2 separate regions of the Mus musculus genome follow, and region 2 is linked to region 1. The links are chromatin contacts, called in public Micro-C maps. All regions are on one chromosome and are shown on one strand. Each heading gives the region's core, a stretch centred on a gene start, on an enhancer-like site or on the middle of the called end of the contact. The rest is flanking DNA. Distances are from core to core; before and after follow the strand shown.

What was found. A called contact is a pair of places that touch in the nucleus more often than the background predicts.
Region 2: a contact with region 1 is called in a Micro-C map of embryonic stem cells, with 3 times the contacts expected there. The contact joins the promoter of Twf1 here to the promoter of Adamts20 in region 1. A contact is called at or near these places in 2 of 484 Hi-C or Micro-C datasets (embryonic stem cells and muscle stem cells).

Annotation. Positions count from the first base shown.
Region 1 is chr15:94,401,391-94,408,413 of GRCm38.p6, forward strand. Adamts20 (a disintegrin-like and metallopeptidase (reprolysin type) with thrombospondin type 1 motif, 20) reads right to left here and starts at 2,960. Exons shown (of 39, transcript NM_177431.5): 1 at 2,609-2,960; 2 at 1,799-2,160. The coding sequence starts at 2,699.
Region 2 is chr15:94,586,649-94,593,671 of GRCm38.p6, forward strand. Twf1 (twinfilin actin binding protein 1) reads right to left here and starts at 3,176. Exons shown (of 9, transcript NM_008971.4): 1 at 3,104-3,176; 2 at 1,580-1,657. The coding sequence starts at 3,128.

The sequences.
Region 1 (7,023 bases), core at 1,710-4,209:
CTTTAATCCTGGCACTCAGGAGGCAGAGGCAGAGGCAGGTAGATCTCTGAGTTCGAGGACAGTCTGGTTTACAGAGCAAGTTGCAGAGCAGCCAGGGCTACACAGAAAAACCCTGTCTCAAAAACACACAAACACAAAAACAAACAAACAAAATACTAACTTGAAAAAAATATATAAGAAGACTTTCCAAAGATTCTAGCAATTGCCTTAGGGGGTTAATACTATGATAAACACCGTGAGCAAAGCAACCCGGGGAAGAAAGGGTTAATTTTGTCTTACAGCTTGTTGTCCATCATCCATGGAAGTCAGGGCAGAAACTCAAGATAGGAACCTAGAAGTACGAACTGATGCAGAAGCCGTAGAGGACCACCACCCACTTGTTGATGGCTTTCTCAGCTTGCCATCTTATACCATCCAGGACCACCAATCAATCCCAGGGTGCTACCACCATCCAGGACCACCAATCAACCCCAGAGTGGCATCACCAACAATGAGCTTGGCCCTCTGACATCAATCACTAATTAAGAAAATACATCACAGGCTTCCTGTGGCCAATCTGGTAGGCGTATTTTCTCAACTGCGGTGCCCTCTTCCAACATGATGTAAAAGCCTATATCAAGTTAACGGGACATCAATGCTAAGTAGCCAGAGGAGTAACTACCAAGGCTCTTGTCTAGGACATCATCTCAAACCCATGTGGAAGTATCTTTACATTTTGCATGGAGAGAACTACTACTACCAATGTTTGATACACATAATAAACCCTGTTGACTTTGTGCAACTGTCTGAACACCTCTCAGAAAGTATGATCTGTTCAATTTTATTAAGCAAATGTTGGGCTCACGAGAAACTTGTAGCTAAGTTCTGTGGCTGTAACACCAAGGACAGAGCAGCTTTGTTCGTCATAGGATGTTCTCACAGCACATTAGCGCTCAAATATGATGGCTTCACTCGTCACACGAACTGTAACAACACAGAGACTGCCAGATTCCGCTATTTCAGGCATTTGTAGGCAAGTGCGTATTCATGCATCACGAATTAGCTTGGTACTATCGTGATGTTTTAGTTAATTGACTCTCATTTTAACAATGTGATGCTGCATACTTAAAATGACCGTCCTGATAAGAGATTCTGGGTTGGTCCAGACTTCCTAAATATGTCATGGGAGGAGGTATTAAGAACCTGTTTTCAAGGAAGAAAACCAAAAACCAAATGAAACAAGGGAGTGATGTCTTATTTCATTCTCTCTCTCTCCCTCCCTCCCTCCCTCCAGTGAAGTTTCAAAACTCCCTCTCGTTTATTCTTGTCGTTTCTAGTTCTCTGGCACTAGCAACTATATCTGTGGACATATTTCATACCTTTCCAGATCCAGCTAGCATTTACCTTTTCCTTCTTCCGTGGATGGACATCCCCATACAGAAACAAAACGAACTTTCCCCAAATCTTGTCAGCCTCGGGAGCCTTTTTTTATTCAATTGTGCATATTCAATAATTTTTCCTTCCTTTCTGACACATTTACTAAGGTTAAGTAATTCAGGGGATTGGGCACCAATAGCTGCCCATAAAAATCCTGCCCGGAGGTTGTAGAAGCAGAACCCAGAGGCCACTCCTGAGCGCCTCTGGAGCACGTGACAAATGGATGAAAGATGCTCTCTCTCTGCCTGTGGTCTAGGCTCCTCTCTCTGGTGGTCTCTGAGGACTCCAAGGAACCTACTAGGAACCACCCACCATGCCCCAATCCCCAGACAGCCCTGGCCTGGATCAGAGAAAACTCATAGGGAGGTACAATCAGGCTTACCAGTCCTCCACAGAGACTGAAGACAGCAGTGTGGTCCTCTCGCGCGTTGACCTGGCCACGGTAGAAACAGTGGCGCAGGTCTGGGGACTCCGTGCTGCGCCCGCCTGGTCCAGGTACCGGGGTCCCCAAGTGCACCTCAGTGTAGCCTGCAGCCAGGAAGGCCGCATCAGCGCTCAGGTTCAGCTGGAAGAGCTGCCCGTAGGCGCTGATTCGGTAGTGGGTCCTGAACGGAGGAGGCTCCGGCACCCCGGAGCTACGTTTCTTCCGGCTGAAATGCCGGTTCTGGGGAAACACGTCTCCGAACTCATTGACCCGCGTGGGGGTCACCACTTCGTAGGAGGCCAGAGTCTTCACCAGGGCTTCTGCAACACACAGCGAAATGTCTATGAAGCCCCGACGCTGTCCAACCCACAAGCTCTTGAGCCAAGCATCCCTACCCAAGGTCCCCAGTTTTGGTCAGTCTCAGGGGCACGACAGATATACACACACGCACACACCTGGGCACCGTGGGCATGTACTGCTTTCCCACGGGTCCTATATGCTCTATACAGACCTTGCCACCCACCACCCAGCGCAGCCACCTCCTTGCCAGCCCCTCTTCTCTTCCCAGCCTCCAGCAACCCGTGTTGTCCGGATGCACGCTGCTCCATGCCCCACGCGTGCCCGCCGCATGATCAGGAGAGCGTGTCCCCAGAGATTCCACGACAACCAAAAAAGTCCTCGGGGATGCTCTGAGCTGGGTGGCCTGGGGTCTCCAACCAGTCTGCACCACCCACTCGCACCCGGCCCAAGCGCCCACGGCGACCTTACCCTGTCGTGGGTGGAAACGAACTTCCCAGGACCCAGTGAGAAGGAGCGAGATCGGGCAGAGCAACCCGGTCAGCCACTTGGCCACCCGCATGGCTGCACACAGGGGAGGGGATCCCGACTGGGAGGCCGCCCCAGGGCCGCCGGCTCCCCGAGCTCCGCTGCCCTCCTCCGCGCTCTAGCGGTTCTCCGCGGCGTCTCAGCAGCCTCCTGAGCACCCGGGACTGCACCCCGGCTCGCCTCGCCCCGCCGCCAGTCCCCGCTCCCGGCGCCGCTGCCTCATCGCGCGCTGCCCGCCTGGCTCTCTCAGGCCCGCGCGCCCCGCGCTCCCGCGCCACCCTGGGAAGCGCTCGCTGCCCGGCCCAGCGGGAACCGAGCCAGAGTAGCGGGGCGCGCGGGGCGGCGGAGGGCCCGCCCCCCAGGACCTGGTCGACCAATCAGCGGGAGGCGCGGCGGCTCGGCCTCCCGCGCAGCCCCTGCCCCGCGCAGCCCCGCCCGCGGGCGCGCGCACCGGGACCTCCCTGGCTGCAGCTCCGCGTCCCCAGGACCAGCCAGACCCCACGCACGTTGACAGGTGATAGGAGCACGGAGTGAAATGACAAGTGTCAGACCGGGGCCTATGCAATTCACGTTTGAGAGGTCCTATTCGGCTTCCCACGCAAAATAACCATCCGTAACCGGATGCTATCCATGGAGCTTGTGGTGAGGCTCAGTTTTTTGAGGGTCCCTGTGTGCAGGGAGACTCTGGAGTTTGGAGGATACGGAGCTAGAAGACTTGTGTATGACTGCATTAACCTATCTCTCTTGGTTGAGGAAGTTCAAGGAGGTCATTGGAGTCTCCAGAACTCCAGTCACATGTGATTACTGTTGCCTGTCTGCGCCTTTGGTTTTGTGCTTAAATATGCACAAAGGACTCTCCCCAAAACATACAAATGTCAAGAACCACGGAACATCTGCCTGTTTCTGGGACCAATCTCTCCACCGAGTGAAGAAAGCCCTCTGTCAATGTTAACTCTCGTCAACAATATCTGTAGCTCTGAATCCGTGCGCAAGGCCAGGCCCTACTGCAACGGACAAACTTTAGCATGAAGAGAAAAACAGCTTCTTTTCAAGGGTACTTCTCGTGTCCTGAGCTCACCTGTTTGATTTGCAGGATCTGCAATTACTTCTATTACCAGAACGGAAAAAAACGGGGGAGAGGGGCTGGGAGCCTTGAAATCCAACCAAGGCCATTAACCAGGGAAGGCAAACCTTCACGGATACAACGGGGTGACTGCAGCTCAGTTTGGCTTACAGTCACTGTTGCAGTCACTGTTGCGCTCTGGGCTCTTGGCCTTGGAAATTGCCCTCTAACCATACGTTCCCTCCTTCCATGTCACCGGTATCAATCTTCTGTTGTTGGCAGCACGGGTAGTAGAAGAGTTTCAGGAAGGGAGAGTCGAAACTTATATTTGATGGTGAAATCCCCAGCTGGGTGGTGGTATGGTAATCCTCACTCGCTCCTCTTTTCCTTCCCACTTTCCCACCAGTGCCATTCCATCCACCAGAGAATTAGAGAGCATGGCAGGTTTAGGTTAGAATGTGGTGGTCTTAAAGAGAACAACAACGGACTTTACCCACAACTGTGCGTTTAACCTTTACCATCCTCCACGCTGGGCACTTTAATGGCATGCAGCTCTGAGTACATCTTGGCATTTGGAGCCAGGCCTTTCCACCTACAAAGACCCGAAACCAGAATCATACCACACTAATTGCTACCCGACTGCTGAGAGACACCTTGTTTTCATCGCTGAAGGTTCAAAGCATCAAAGCAGTGCTGGTAACGGAGCGTTTCGTTTTCAACACATCTGACATTTTGGAAATATTGTGTTCATGGGACAGTTCATGTGCTGTCTGTGTCACTCTAATCTTATAGATATATTTTAATTAATCCTCTGAGAATTCCATACAATATGTTCTGCCCCCAGTCACCGCCTTTCCCCGCCCCCAACTCCTCCCAGGTCTGCTCCCAACTTGCCAGTATTCTCGCAACTTTGTGTCCTATTATTTAATAGCCTCCGGAGGAGTCCAGTTTGCATTGTCTACTTACTCTTGGGAATAGGGCCATTCACTGGAGTGCGGTTAATAGGGCCATTCACTGGAGTGCGGTTAAACTATAGTGAAACTCACCGGTATAGAAAACAGACTCCTGTCCCCCCAGAAATGACCTGTCCACAGCTGGTGTGTGCCCATGCACCGGTCACACTCCAAGCTAGAACGTTGACTTGCATGAACTAAATGCAGATTTAATGCAGACAGCCACAGCTGTCGTGAAAGTATACACGCAGCCACACTGTCATGTCCAGGAGACAATTTCACTTCAGCTGTCCCTGCCTGGCTCTCCTAATCTTTCCACCCCCTTTTCCACAATGGCCCTGAGCCTTGCTGGGGAGGTAATATAGGTTTCCCATCCATAGCCAAGAACACCACGAACACTTGTGACCAATTGCAAGCTTCCCTATTAACCACTCCCCTCCCTGCTGCAGGAAGAAACTTCTCTTAACAGGAGCTGAGATCTGCACCAATCAGATCTGCCCCAATCAGATCTGCACCAATCAGATCTGCACTGATACAGACAGGAATTTAGAGTCAGTTTGACACTGTCTGAGCTTACCAGAATAATAGTAATAGCTTCACTCCTGGAGCCTGTGAGCTCTGCAACAATGTCGCTGGAGCCATAGTTACAGTGCCAGCATGCATTTGCTCTTAAATCCAGCCAGAAAGTGGTTAGTTACTCTCCTAACGTATGAACTTACAGGCATAGCTCGCCATACCAATGATTGTAGTTCATAGGGTTCAAAGCTTGGTAAAACTTGATAATGAACAGTATTACTTCCCTCATTTTACAGAAAATAAATGTTTATTTTTACATAGGACATAGATTACTATACTGGTTTTTCTGAATTCAAATACTTTTTACATATATTAGTCTGATTTGGGGACATTTCTGTTGTCTCTTATTTATCTTTCCCTACTTGGAAAATTCTCACAAATGAGCTCATCTCAATGGCTGTTTAATCGAACTTTTTTCCCCCTCACATTCATTCTTAGAGGTACCACTTATCGAATTCCTCTGATATCTCAGACCTAACAAACTTCAGAAAAGTTACCTTATTTAATTTACTCACTGCCCATATCATGAGACAAGAAAGAAAGATTAGGTCATTTACTCTGGGATATCCACCAAGTTAGAACCAGGTTTCTTTGGTTTCAAATGTAGCCTTTACTAGAAGAGAGTTGAACTGTTTATACCAGTTCAAATTTAATATACTATTTAAACCAGCAGCAACTCAAAAAAATTAAAGTCTTATTAATACCAAATACATTTTATTTGTAATTCAGACAATTGAGATAAACACAAGCTCGATAGCCAGTTTGCATTATGAGAACTGCTAATATATTCAGGGGTTAGACAGATTTTGTTGAGTAGTACTTGTTTTTGTAAGCATTACTATTATGAAGACATTGTTTATGTAAAGTTGAATCCCATCTCCAGTGCTGGGGAATCCAGCCCAGGGTTTCTCACATGCTCAGCAAGCACTGTATCACTAAACTACTTTCCAGTCTTCATTTGTTAATAATTTTAAGACATTATCATTGTTTCCAAGTACAAAGAGGAAAAATCAAATTTCATGCCCTAATTAGTATGTATTAAATTACACTCTATTATCACTGTTCTTTTATTTATCTGTGTTCAGCACAGTCAATTGTAATCATACGAGAAGTCATTATTAAAAGGTGTTTGAGGCAGTTTCCCTGGTACTAAGGATATTCCCACCATAAAAGGTAATAAATAAACAATTCAATAACTATATAAATACTAATATTGACATTTATATAGCCTAGGAATAACCAAACAGAACATCAAAGCTAACAACCTTTTATTTTTTTTGGAATACTTATACCATTCACATTTATTGTAATTGTAGAAAGGTTACATTCAAGTCAATAATCTCACTGTTCGCTTTCTACTTATACCATTAATCTTTTTCCCCCTTTTTGCTTGTATTCATTTTAACTTAATGAATATATCTTGTGATTCTATTTTATCTCAACTGCTAGACAAACTCTTTTTAAATATTTAAACTAAGTTTATTTATTTTGTGTGTGAGCTTCTCTATGTGAGTTTGTGTGTGCCTCAGAGTTTATTCTCCCCTACTACCATGTAGATCCCAGGGATCAAACTCAGGTTAGCAGGCTTAGGAGCAAGCCCTTTATCCACGGAGTGTGCCTTAGATGAACTCTTTGTTTTGTGATTTAAGTGGTTTCTTTAAGATTTGTGGTAATATCTCCAGCGTGCACTGCTCTACCTTAGCTGTATACGAACGTGATTTTTCTCCTTCCCAAACACTTAACTTTTCTTCACACACACACACACA
Region 2 (7,023 bases), core at 1,926-4,425, 190 kb after region 1:
TGTTCAAGTAGAGGTCAAGCAGAGTTCTATTTGTTAAAATGTTGAAAATGATCACATATAGAGATATAAAATTTTATACCATATATACAACTTCATTTATGACTCAAAACTGTAATTCTTGAAATTAATTATTAAATTATAAAGAACTACAAAGCAAGCTTCAGCTCCTACTAACAACACTACTCGGTTTAACTGTTGCCTGAACACAAACTACAACTGCGAGTCGCCACACGCTTCAAGTGCTGTCTTGTAGAACTATGTAAGATTATGAAGGGTGTTTTCCCAGGCAGCTGTCTGTCCCCACAGACAGACATGCACTTCAGCACGACACAGCAACAGGGCAAACCCACGACAGCTTCCACCTTCCCCGTAAGAGAACACGCCGTGGTACAGTCACATAAAAATACTGTTTGTGTTTTAAAGTCATCATATGCTAGCAACACAAATCCACCAGAAATCCCAGAAATAAAGATCAAGAATATAACAATATGCACTTTATATGAACTTAAAAACAGCATTATGTGCTAAAGATGATGGATTTTATATATGTGTGTGTGTGTGTCTCTATCTATCTTTCCAACTGTAGATGCTCCACGAAAAGAAAAGTACAGCTGTCAAAGCTGTCCTTCATTAGAGAGACAGTAACAGTTAACAAGGTCTGGAACAAACTATAAAGTACTAGGTCATTAAGTTAAGAGGTGGGTATTTATGTTTCCATTCTCTGAAACTTACTAGTTTAACAATTTTCTCAAGATTAAAAAAACAATTGGAAAATATTTAAGAAATAGAAATTTTCTTCCTAAAGTATGAATTAGATACATTTTATCTTTCCATTTTGCTTACTGACCGTCACAATTTTAGCTGCTTTGAAGTATATACATTTGTTCCTACAGACTTTAAGATTTCCTAAACTAGTTTCACAGTTAAATATATAAGCAGAAAATGGAAAACAAACTTAGTTTATTTCCAGTTTATGAAAAAAAACAAGTTATTTTTCCAAAACAAAATGTCTTAGGGTATTTGAGGCCAACAGAATATTTTCAGCACATTCATTTCAACATCGAGTTATTAACAGTTTCTTCAAATCCATCTCCTATCAGATATAGCCACTCAGCCAGTTTCCCTGTTCATAAAATTAACATTAAGGAGTCAATTTATAATTTGCCATTTTCTCAGAACGTTTGCAAACAAGAAAGGATCTCTGTATGATCCAATCAAGCAATAAACAAACAAGTATCTCAAATGTTTCTACTTCAAAACACAGCTCATTGAACAACTCACAAAATAATTAGTTTTGTTTTCAATAAATGCCCAGCTACTGATTTTCATTCTAGAAGCACTGACATTAGACATAGATTGTGCTGCAGAAAAACACACAACAGGTGAAGCCTCCACACCAGAAAGCACCTGCTGTCTCCGCAATGGCCGCCCCCAGTTTAAAAGGAAAACAGGCTGAAAGGCAAGCTCTGAACTTGCTTCATGCTGATTAATAGTTCAAATTACTCATAAGGCTTGGAAACCTGAAACTGTAACAGCTAACCCTCCAGGGGCACAGAGTATCTTAAAACTGTTAACTAACCATTTTCGATAGATATTTTCAGAAGTCTGTATTTCCCGTTTCTGGCTCGGGCAAAGATCTCTTTGACATCTTCGCTTGCTGTGGAAAATGATAAAGGGAAAAAGTGTTTAAACCTAGAAGTAGTTTAGTTTGTATTCACCTAAAGAAAACATAAATTAAAGAAACATGTGGAGCATACAGGCCCTTCTTATTGTTACTATAAAACAGAAGCATAAAATACCGGCCTTGGCGAGGAGCAAAAACTAAATACTAGCATTTAGAAGTACAGGAACTTCAACATTTTAGCCACAGAACTCAGTAGCAGAAGTAACACTAGGGTGAATGCTTTCAGTCAAACCCAGTAACAGACAAATTGCTCCATGTTTGAAAATGTTAACAAGTTGCTTCTAATAGTCCAATTTTAAGTTTGTGATGTGTGCTCCTTCATCAAATCATGTCCTGTATCTGTCCATCAAGAACAACAGGATCAAATCTCATATACTGATTAAAGAAAAAACCTGTAAAATACACTAGATCTTACATTTTTCTTGCATCTCTTTGTAAAAAGTTATAGAAGCCACCCAGGAAATAAACATTTAATAACCTATCCCTTGTGTAGTCATCATTGCTTCAAATTCGGTCTTGTGTTGTTGATTGCCAAGCAAGACTAATATTTATGTCTTGTTATATAAAAGGCTCAAACATTAAACAATAATTTTGATATATTTAAATGTCATAAGTAACACGGGGGAGATTAAGTGTTGTTAGATCGGAGACTATTTTTGCCTGCATGTGCACAGAATTAAGTGGTAGTGTCAAAAACCCTTAAAACACAAAACAAGTTATTAAGTGGTCACCCGGGGGAAAGGCTCGGTTAACTATTACGGGAAGTGCTCTAGTTTATATTAGAACTCGTTAAATAACCCCGGGATATATTATTTGATTCCGTAGGAGGTTGAGTACGTCCAAGTTGCCTATTTTCCAACCAGGAAATAATAAACGGCGAGTAAGATACACAAGTAAACTGCACATTCGACTGTCTCCACGGGGTTCATGAGGTGCAGCTACACAGATCAGACTTTGCAGCTGCCTGGGGTGCAAGCATCCAAAGATGGAAAAACACTCCCTACTCGGGATTTCTCCGGAAGGAAGGCACACCCGCGTTCTGAGAGAAAAATCCGGGGAGTTCGGGAGGCAGCCTACAGCGGTGGGAGCTGTTTGGTTTTCAAACGATCTGAGTGCTGGAGCAATCTCCTTTGGCGGGTCCCGAGGAAAAAGTCGCTCGGCTGGCCGGCGGCAGGAGCCCAGCCAGCTTCGGTCTTCCTGCTCTCGGCACGGGGGCCGGGATGCAGCGGGGTCGCCCGGGACATCCTCACATCCTCGGTTCTCTGGCAGCCACCACCGGCCTGTTACGTGGCGGCCGCCGGGGAGGGCCGCGAGGGACACAGTCGGGGCCGTCGCACCCAGAGCAGCTCCAATGCCGTGCGCGCCTCCAGCGTTCCGGCCCGCAGCCTCCCGGGAGCCCCTGCCCCGTGGCGCCGTTACCTTGGATGCCTGTCTGGTGGGACATGGCGGCGGCCCCAGGCTCCCGGCTCCGGCGCAGGGTGCGGTAGCGGCCCCGGCCGGCGGATCCAGGAAGTAGCGGCTCCGCCTGTGCGTCATCGGCCCGCGACTCTCAGCCCCGCCCCCAGCACCAGCCCCGCTCTCCAGCGCGACATAGACCCCGCCTAGGATCCCGCCCCCTGTTCTTTCACTGGCTACTTTCATTGTCGTCACAAGCCCCGCCCCTTAAGCCATTGGCCATGCCCTTTCCCGGCAATCACCCCCCCTTGCCCCCCCCCCCCCCCCCCCCGCTGCTGTTTCTGTCCAGGATGCACCTTCTGGCAGTGGGCTGTGTGTCTATCACACGCCGCAGCGACACACCTCATCAAAATGCTTTAGAGGGAAAAATGGCCATTTTCCGAAACAAACGCTTTCTACATGAAAGACATATCCTTTGCTGTAAAGAAAAGACCATTTTAAGGCGAAAGATAAAACAGTTAAACATTTGCAAAGCAAGATGGGGCTCAAGACCACTCCTGGCCCACTTTAAAATAAGAGACTGTAGAGTTCTCCATTATTTTCCCCGTGATTTGAATCTCAAGCTGTTCACTTTTCAATTGGTCACTATCACACAAAACCACTGTTCTCACCTCAAAAAAGAGAAAAAAAAGTCTATTCTGAAATCAAATATGTGCCCTATCAGGCGGGGAGGAGGCACTAATTCAGGTGACACCCCATCCCAAATATCATGTTTCAACTTGGTAACAGACTTATGAATTTTTTTTTTAGTACCAGAACAAAAGAAAATCACAAATCATCTTTAAAATATATTTGGTGGGGACATGGGGCTATACCCAAAGTGGCGAAATTTCTGCTACTGGTTCAGATATTATCTGAAGAGGGCATCTTTAACCTTTCAATGGGAGAAGCTAAGTGGTCTGTACATTTCCAAGGATGGACTCAGAAGTGGCTAGTAACTGGGATGGCCCAAGATAATTCAGCTTAGGACCTACACCACAGTCCTACACAATCAGGCACTTCTAATCAGCTAGGCAACCTTTTTGAGTCTTGAACAGGTTTGGGGTGGCTTTTTTTTTTTTCTGGAAATTTCAGCTCATAGCACTTTAAGAGACCTCATTGTCCTTTCTCTGGTTCCCCCAAAGAACTGAGTGTGAAACCACTGAGCCATTGAGCTGACCTGAATATCTCTCTGTGGTCAGCTCTACCCTTGGAAACCATTAACAGAGCTTTGCTTTAGGTTAGCCTTTGATTGCTTCAAGTCAAATGTGTGTTCGTAGTTACCTGGATGCAATACATTTGTATGGAAACAGCAGACAGGAGTTACCGTTCTTTCTCACTGTACACTTTTATCGGCATGCATTCCCCTGTGAAAGTTTATTCTATTGTTTATTTTTATGTATGTTTTCTAAGTAGAACTCTAGCTCTAGATTTTAAAGCCTTGGACTAATAAATATATTTATTTTTTTATATTCAAACTCGATTCAGGCAAATGACATAATGACAAGGTATGGAGTCCCTCTTCGAGTATAAAGCATTTTAAATAAGCCACTAAATAGGCCTGCAACTGCTTTTCTTTGTGGAGACCATAAGGGAAAAAAAAATGCTGTGTGCTGGTGCTTGTGATCTCAACTCGGTTCCTTTAACAGATCTTCACACCATGGATTAGCCCCATAAAATCTGGGTTTGGGGACTTCCTTGGGAGGTGTTCCATTCCAACACGGTCTTCCCAGCGGCGTAATGGTCCAGCCTGATTTACCAGTTTTAACTGAACTGTTGTTGCACAAGGGGAAAATTGTAGGGTTTGCTTGCAGGGTTTTTAGCTGATTCATGTCCTGTTGATTACAGAAGCTGACACTACTTAAAAAAAAATACTGATGACACTTAAAAATTTTTTTTTCCTATATCCATGCTTAGAAAGGACCATTGTGTGTTTAGCCTGAGAAGAAGAAAGCCCAATTAGGTTTGGTTCCTGCATGTCATCCCCCAGCAAGTCCTTGCCTTTTCTTTCTGCAGACTCGGTCGTTTATGTAAAATTTACAAGGGTCGGAGACCTCAACAGAGTCCTGATATCGCCTCCTCTTTATATGTTGTTGTTGTGTTACTGAGACAGGGTTTCTCAGCGTAGTCCTGGCTGACCTGGAGCTTGCTCTGTAGACCAGTCTGGCCCTGGAACTCACAGAGTTCCTTCTGTCTCTCTGTCTCCAGAGTGCTGGAATTAAAGCATGCACTACCCCCTGAGGCCTCTCATAGTATTTTTAATCCTAAGGAGAGACAATTGTGAGACTTCTCTTTCTTGAACCTCTTAGGCTTTTCAGCTTCTATTACCCTTCCCCATTCTCAAAAAAAAAAAAAAAAAAAAAAAAAAAAAATCCCACATTTGTTTTTTAATATCATGAAACATTGCAACATTAACAAGCACATTTACCAAATTATTTGGAGGCTCACAGTTGAGTCCAGTGACATCAGGCTAGACTGGGAACATTTGTTCTTCTCAGAACCTTACAAATGTGTCCGATGAGCCTGATTGCCTGCAGGACTGTTCAGGGAGAGTGGAGACGGAGAAGTGTTGACAAAAGGACACCCTCCTTGTGTGGAAAGGAGGAACAGATGCTCAAAAGCCTGCATTGCAACCTTGTGTGCAAGGAGAATCAGGAAGCCATAAACTCACAGTGAGTGCCTCTCTCCTACAAGAAGACAACTCTATGGTTGTCATTTCCCACTAATGGCCACTTTCCTTTCCTCCACTTTACATTTAAGCAAGGCTCAAAGGCAGAAAGCTTCCAGGCTCTCTTCTTTTTCCTTTCAGTGTCTGTGGGTCAGGTGAACGATGGAGAGTTAGCCATCTGTCCCCCAGACCTCCCCCCTCCTGAAGCTGCTTGTGGACATAACTGTGACTCAAAAACCATAGCTCTCCTTTTTCTTGTCTGTCTTGGCAATGGCTGAAATTTACAACTCGCATGCCCTGTTATTCTTCTCTCAAACTCTAATAAGATGTTCCTTGAACTTCCTTCTAAGTCTATTTCAAAACACTTTTACTGTTTAGACTGAAACATCCTTGGGAAGTAATTTAGTTGTAAAAAAGAATAAATTGCTTCTTTAAGCCGAGTTTCAAATTCCTAGGAAAAGGTGTGTGCAAAGGTGCCTGGGCCAGACTGCTGCTTTCCCCAGGCCACAAAAGCAGGAAGGCCATGAAAGCAGAGAGGGATCTCACCCTTGGAAGACAGACTTAGGATCTGGTATAGCTGGTAGTTAGAACTAAGCATTTAAAGTCACAAACCCAAATGTGTGCAGGTCTGCTCTATTTAAAAGAGGTATCTACTGTTCAGCTCTGGCTCACTGATGCCCCAGTGGGACTTCAGGCTCAGGATAACAGGTCTGGTTTCCAAATGTCAGAAATTAGACTTTCTTCAAAACACAAACAAACAAACCTCCACTTCAATTTTAAAAGCATAAAAAAGCAAAAGATCCATATGTATAATATATATGTATATGTGTGTATATACATATACACACATAAAAATGTATATGTCATATTTGTCTGTTGACCAATTGGTGTGTATATGCCATACACACACACATATGTATGTCATGTATATAAATATTACCATATATGTATGTATACATGTCATATTTGTCTGTTGACCTATTGGTATATATATATATGTATATACACATATGTGTGTATATATATATATATGTATATGTATATACACATATATGTATATATATATATATATATATATGTATATATATACATATATGTGTGTGTATAACAGCATCAGGTCCTGTACAATATATTATTATATAGTATGTGTAGGCTTGGAGTTTCCAAAGAAACCAGACATTTCCACTTCAAGTATGTTTCAAAATCAGAACATAGAACCAACAGGATGTTGATGTAG